2 separate regions of the Anser cygnoides genome follow, and region 1 is linked to region 2. A link is a contact called in public Hi-C data. All regions are on one chromosome and are shown on one strand. Each heading gives the region's core, a stretch centred on a gene start, on an enhancer-like site or on the middle of the called end of the contact. The rest is flanking DNA. Distances are from core to core; before and after follow the strand shown.

The links. A called contact is a pair of places that touch in the nucleus more often than the background predicts.
Region 1: a Hi-C map of liver shows a contact between it and region 2, with 2.5 times the contacts expected there. The contact joins two enhancer-like sites. A contact is called at or near these places in 2 of 7 Hi-C or Micro-C datasets (both in liver).

Annotation. Positions count from the first base shown.
Region 1 is chr1:185,330,496-185,333,450 of Taihu_goose_T2T_genome, reverse strand. The region is part of intron 1 of LOC106043254 (complement C4-A-like); the gene reads left to right. Among named protein-coding and RNA genes, the nearest start is that of STOML3, 65 kb to the right of the region's middle. Within about 2 kb of position 1,655, at least 2 of the 3 cell types and tissues checked have open chromatin away from gene starts, as enhancers often do. A contact at or near this core is called in liver, where this site is marked.
Region 2 is chr1:184,865,648-184,868,502 of Taihu_goose_T2T_genome, reverse strand. No RefSeq gene overlaps it. Among named protein-coding and RNA genes, the nearest start is that of COG6, 58 kb to the left of the region's middle. Within about 2 kb of position 1,537, at least 1 of the 3 cell types and tissues checked has open chromatin away from gene starts, as enhancers often do. A contact at or near this core is called in liver, where this site is marked.

The DNA.
Region 1 (2,955 bases), core at 406-2,905, 460 kb before region 2:
TGCTATGATGGCTGTGCCCAGACAGGCAAAACCCATCTGACAATACCAAAAGGCACGTTGATCATCCAAATAGCTGCAAAGGGTCAGAGCTGCATGGGTAAATCTCTGCAAAAAGAAGAGATCAGCATGCCTCACCTGAGCAACTGCCCCCCTGAGCTCCTACACAAGTCATTCTGATTTTCCTCTGTTTCAGCAAGAACAGGAGGTGCTCTGCCCACTCCCTGGGGAAGTATCACAACTCGTGGCCCTGAAATGTGTTATAACTGAGCAGCTTCTCATTTACAACAACAACACAACTCTCCCAACACTGGTATCCTGCCCCCATTCCCCCTTTCTCTTTGAATTTCATCTCTGAACTTTAAAACCAAGGGATCAAAATAAGCGGGACAGCTTCTGATCCATCAGTGGAGTTGGCCTGAGCTGACTCGGGTGTGATGGAGGTTGGAGCAGAGCCTTTTCCCAGGCTTGGAAGAGAAGCCCTTGTTCCTCGTGTTTCTCAGCGTTACTGCGTGAACTGAATGTTTTAGATTTAATTAGCAGATCCGAGCAAATGAAAGGAAACTGCCTCTGACAGACAGGCACCCAACGAGCTGTAGTTGGGGATATTATAGGGTTTTTTTCCTCCTTTTGTTGTGAAACATTTTTGAATATAACAGTAAGTCAGGAAATGCAAGGAATGAGGGTCAGTGATGTTTTTAAATTAGTTCTCTAAATTCTGCCTTTAAAAATGGCTGGCTTTCCTTCATTTCATTACATGCTCCCAAATCCACAGAACAGGATGTGTAAACTGGTTGTTTAACCTCCCCAAAATCCAGGCTCCTTAGTGACAACAGAAAACTCTTGGATACATTGGTTTTCCTCTTTTACAGAGACTTTATATATATACATATAATATATATATATATATAGTGCAGTAGACACACCTAGGAGGGCTAAATGCAGAACATTTAAAGAAACTATAGGCAAAAAGGCCAGTTTTTCATGACAATAGCAACTAGAGCCTATATTCACTTTTTAATTCATGACTTAGATTATGGTAAATTAAAAAAGAATAATTTCCATTCACATTGGTGCTAGGGAGAAATTACCCTCCTGGTTAAGAGCTTTTCAAATTAGACGCACACTTCATGGTCTGCTGTTGAAAAAGGATTTGAAAATCTAATTTTCTGTAATGTCAGGAGTGAAATATTGCCTTTTGTGTTTGTCACAATTCTCTGTAATGCAGCAAAGAGGGCATCACTGCAGCGCTGGTTTGTGAAGTGTGCTTTGTGAAGTTGTCCTTTGTACCTTCCTGCCAGGCAGAGGTGAAAGAGGCCGGGGGAAACTGAAAGAAGAGTTTGGTCTTGTTAGCATTTAGACAGATTAATGGGGGAAAAGTTTTTTTGGAAGAACTTCAAGCCAGAGAACAAAAACTACTGCTGGTGCTCACAACATGGTGAACACCTACAGATGAAGGTTTTCCAGATGAAGTTACTGAAAGGGCACAGAGCGTACATTCAGAATAAATCAAGTCTATCTCCCTGAGTTAAGGTTGACTAGTTTCCTCAAGCACGTATCTCAATCCCAGACAGCTGGACTGAACTCTGGGTCAGCAGGAGAATCAATAGCATACCTGATGAGTAAATATGAAAGGACTTTGCCTTTAGACAAAGGACAGGCAGAATAATTATTTTAGGGTGAGTTTTCTGTGGTCTCTCTTATAAGCATGTGTCAGAGGCTTTCAAATGAGAGTTTAATTTTATCTTACTATGTTATATTTTAGCATGGCTTTGGACTGCACTATTTGGTGTTACATTAGAAATTACAGTCCTAGTCAGTCTGAAGAATTTGTGGTACAAGAGAAGCAGTGAAATGATTGTTTATACATACCCCAAGAAGGACAAATAAAGCATAAAGAATTTTAAGATTAGTTGTATAAATAATTATGGGACTGTATACACTTGCTCTTCTGTGTTTATGAGACAGAGTGAGAAAATACTTATTTAATTATAGTAGCTTATAATTTATATATATATAGTTTATATTATGGACCAAACAATTTACTAACTACATTAAGAGTCATACCTCACAGAGAAGCATGTGTGCATATCCAATTAAAAAAAAAAAAAAAGTGAAAGCAAAATAAATAGCTTTTGCAAGGTTCCCTTTAAAAATTGATCCATGAAAATGTCTCAGTGTGAGTTCATATGTGGCAGAGTGTAACAGCTGCCAATCCAAAGAGCTATTTGTATAGCTGTATAAACAGACCTCAGTCCCCTGACAAGCAAGCCAGACCAGACAAAGGAAACCTTCCCTGATAAAGACAGGCACAACAGCAAGAGTTTGGTGTGACCCCACAGTGCAGAGTTTCTTTTCGTTTGACTTCATGTTGCAGACATCTGCAAAGTGGTGTCTTTTCAACTGGGAGACATCCTTATGGGTTTCTCAAGGAAAAGTCACTAAGATTGAGGATGTTGGTTTTTTTTTATTATTAATAACAATAACAATAACAATAAATAACAATAACAATAATTTCTGGAGCCAAAAAAATAATAATAATAACCCATTCATACCCATTTCATGTTCTATTTTATAAACTGAGACTGATCTGTAGTTGAATTAGCCCTGACCATGGATGGCAGCTGTGTAGACCAAGCAGTGGAACTGTCTCTGAAAACAGCCTTGCCATGCTCCACAGCTACTGCTGCTCTAAGCTAACCTCACCCATTATCTTCCCTTTGTTCATGCAGTAGTGAGAAGTACATATTTTGCCAGCTGCTATCTTAACAAGCCCCTTCTGCCCCCCGGGGAGAACAGAAACCCTGTTCCCAAGAGATCTTCTTCCCCAAAACCTCCGCCTTCTCCTGAGCACAGACTGTCTTTGTGGTGGAAATCTCTGCTCTTCTTCACCAGTCTGCTTGGGTTTGGGAGTCCAGAGGCCCTGAGGAAAGTTGTGATATTTGTCTTACAACTGAA
Region 2 (2,855 bases), core at 288-2,787:
CTGTCCAAATATAACGTTTCTGATCCTGAAACATTGCATCTAGAAGTTTCGCAAGTCCTTGGATCTCCTGGACACGCCAGTGAGGAGAGGCCCTAGCTTCCAGCTCCCATAGCCCCACTGGCGAGCTCGCGGAGCAGATTTGTGTCCTCCCGCCCCCTACTGCTCTGTGTCTACATACTGTGGAAACAACAAACATTTATCCCTCTCAGGATCCATCCCCACCAGCGTCCCAGCCAGAAACCTGCATCTGGTGCTCCATCCCCCAGCAGCAGAAGGGAGGTGACAACGCTCGAGGAGCCAGCGTGCCCCGGGGACTTCCAGCACAATGACCCAAGTGCAGCATCCAGGGCACTTGGGAGCAGTGCTCCAAAAGGCTCCGACCCCAGAGATGCTGTCCCCTGTTTGAGGACAGGGTGCCTCCGAGGCTGGCCCACCTGGCCGGCTGCCCAGAGGGGGTTTCGGCTAGCCAGAAGTACATGGCAGGGCCCTGCATTGAGTCAGGCCATGCCAGAAAGAGCAAGCGAGCTTGACGGTGCACAAGGGTATCACAGCAATGATAAAAGCATGTCGGCTTTCCCTTTACATGGGATCACTTTAGGGAGGCCTTTGATATTTATTTTTCATGTCATCCAGGATGACAGAAGGACCAAAAACTGTTTCACAAACAGCATATGAAATAGACAGCAGTGAGGAGCACTAGCCATTAGTCCTTGTTGTTGTTTTTTTGTCATTGGTGGTGGTTTTTTTTTTTTTGTTGTTTTGGTTTGGTTTTTGTTTTTTTGATGAGATCTGAGGCTATTTTCAATCCCCCTCCTTCAGGTGCAGCCCCCATACGGCAATGCCTGAACATAAAGCTGTAGTACAAAAGGTGATTCGGACCACTTACAGAGTGGATTCAAGCATCTTTTTGAAGTAACAGAGAGCCAGGTGGCCTCTGAAGACCTCTGAAGGGTGCCTTGAGACAACAAATCAGCTTTTCAGGTGCCAGTATCATGTCAGAGCCACTGTGGACCCATGATGAGAAAATGTACAAGCTCCTGCTGCCTGTTCATATTACATTTGGGACAAACTAGAGGCTTTTGGAGGGGTTATCTGGCCATAGCAGATTTTGTAGTGCTGGAGGTCGAGATTTCAGCAGGATACTGACTTGGGATTCAGGCCCATCCTTGCTAACGCTATTTTGCTTTTTCCCTCTGATTCCTCATTCCCTACAAAGATGACAGACTGCTGAAGCAGGTGGCTAAAAGCAAGGGAGCAGCAGCCTTCGTTTCCCCCGTGCTTCTGTGCAGCCGCCCCCTCCACGCATAAAGCAGAGCCTGGAGAGGGGGGTGCCCTCTGCAACTCTACGTGCAGAATTTGCTCCACTAATCCCCACTGCGCAGAGGAAAACAGCCACCTGCATTTTTACCTTTCATTTGAACGCTAAGTGATGCGGCTTTTAGTTCAGGGAACTGATAGGGACTGACAAAATTGCAGTAAGGTGAGATGCGATATTTTTTTTTGCCAATATTTTTTTCTGTGTGGCAGAAACCGCGTTGTCTTTCGTAAACAGGTGAAGAGGTGTCTGTGGTTGTGAACATGTTCTTCCTTTTTCTTCTTGGAAATCCACTCTCAATTAGTCGGGAACATTGGGTAAACTGGTGCTAATGAAATAAAAGGGTTTATTAGGTTACACAACGGTATGCGGGGGCTTAGGGGACAAAGTCAAACATTTACTCAGGCTAACTTTAGGGAGGGAAAACAGCTAGGGAGATCACAAGGTAAAGAGCTGAAAACCAAAACTTCACCAAACCAGGCAGATTAGTAAGCTAAATAGGGGATAAAGAATACAACAAGGCTGCTGTGTGGAGAGAAGCTTCTCTTTTTCTGACTCTCTGTTGCAGTTACCACGTTTCCTCCTGCTACAACTGAACTCTGGCATCAACTTTGCAAGGGCTAGTGTCATTAAAAGTGCACTTTTAATATATACAAGTGACTTCAAATTTGTACTGTGCTGTGATTTTTTAACTTTTAGTCCAATAGGTGCCGAGAGCCAAAACAGCTCCTGTTTGACACATAGCTCCCAGAGAGCTCAGCAGCACAGCACTGGGGCTCAGAGTGATTCTTTTCTGATCAGATGGAGAAAACTACTTCAGAAGAGACTAACAGTCCTGCAAAAATGCTAATTTACTCCCTCAGACAATGCAGAGAAGAAAAGTTCAGAGCGAGCCACCTGCCCTGGGTGGGACTGAGCCCTGAGCCCCAGCTCATGGCCTAAATTGACCTTAAATGCCACAGTCACAGCAGAAATAAAGTAATTCACTGGGCACTTAGCCAGCCAGCTACATACATACACTCCTGCCTGCATTTTTCTGGACAGAAAGCGAACGTTGTGACCTCTCCAGGATCCTTTGGAGCACTGTTTTTCCCAGCACACCCAGGATGCCACTTGACCTGAGCATTGCAAGTCTCAGCCACGGAGTATGTACAGCAAAAAATGAGGGTGAGTCCTTAATTGCCACCCTCACCTCCACCTGACACCAGTGTATAAAGCTGGGTAGGGATTGCTTGACATGGATTTGGCAGGTATCGTTTCTCCTACATCCTAAAGTCACATTTTCTCATCAGGTAAGTGCGTGTTGCTGGGAAATGAGAGTGCACTAGCATTTCTGAATTTGATTTCCTGATTTTCTGGGTGTAGAAATGTGTTGTTTGTGTCCTAAGATTAGAAACAAAAGGTTATTAGCTTCCTAGGTATACTTACCCTCATTGTATTTTCTGGAGACTTGATGGGTCTAAAAGAGGCTGGTCTAGAAAAGTTGTTAAAAGCGTTGCCTAAGTGGGCACCAAAGTCAGCCCAGGGCTCTGTTACAGGT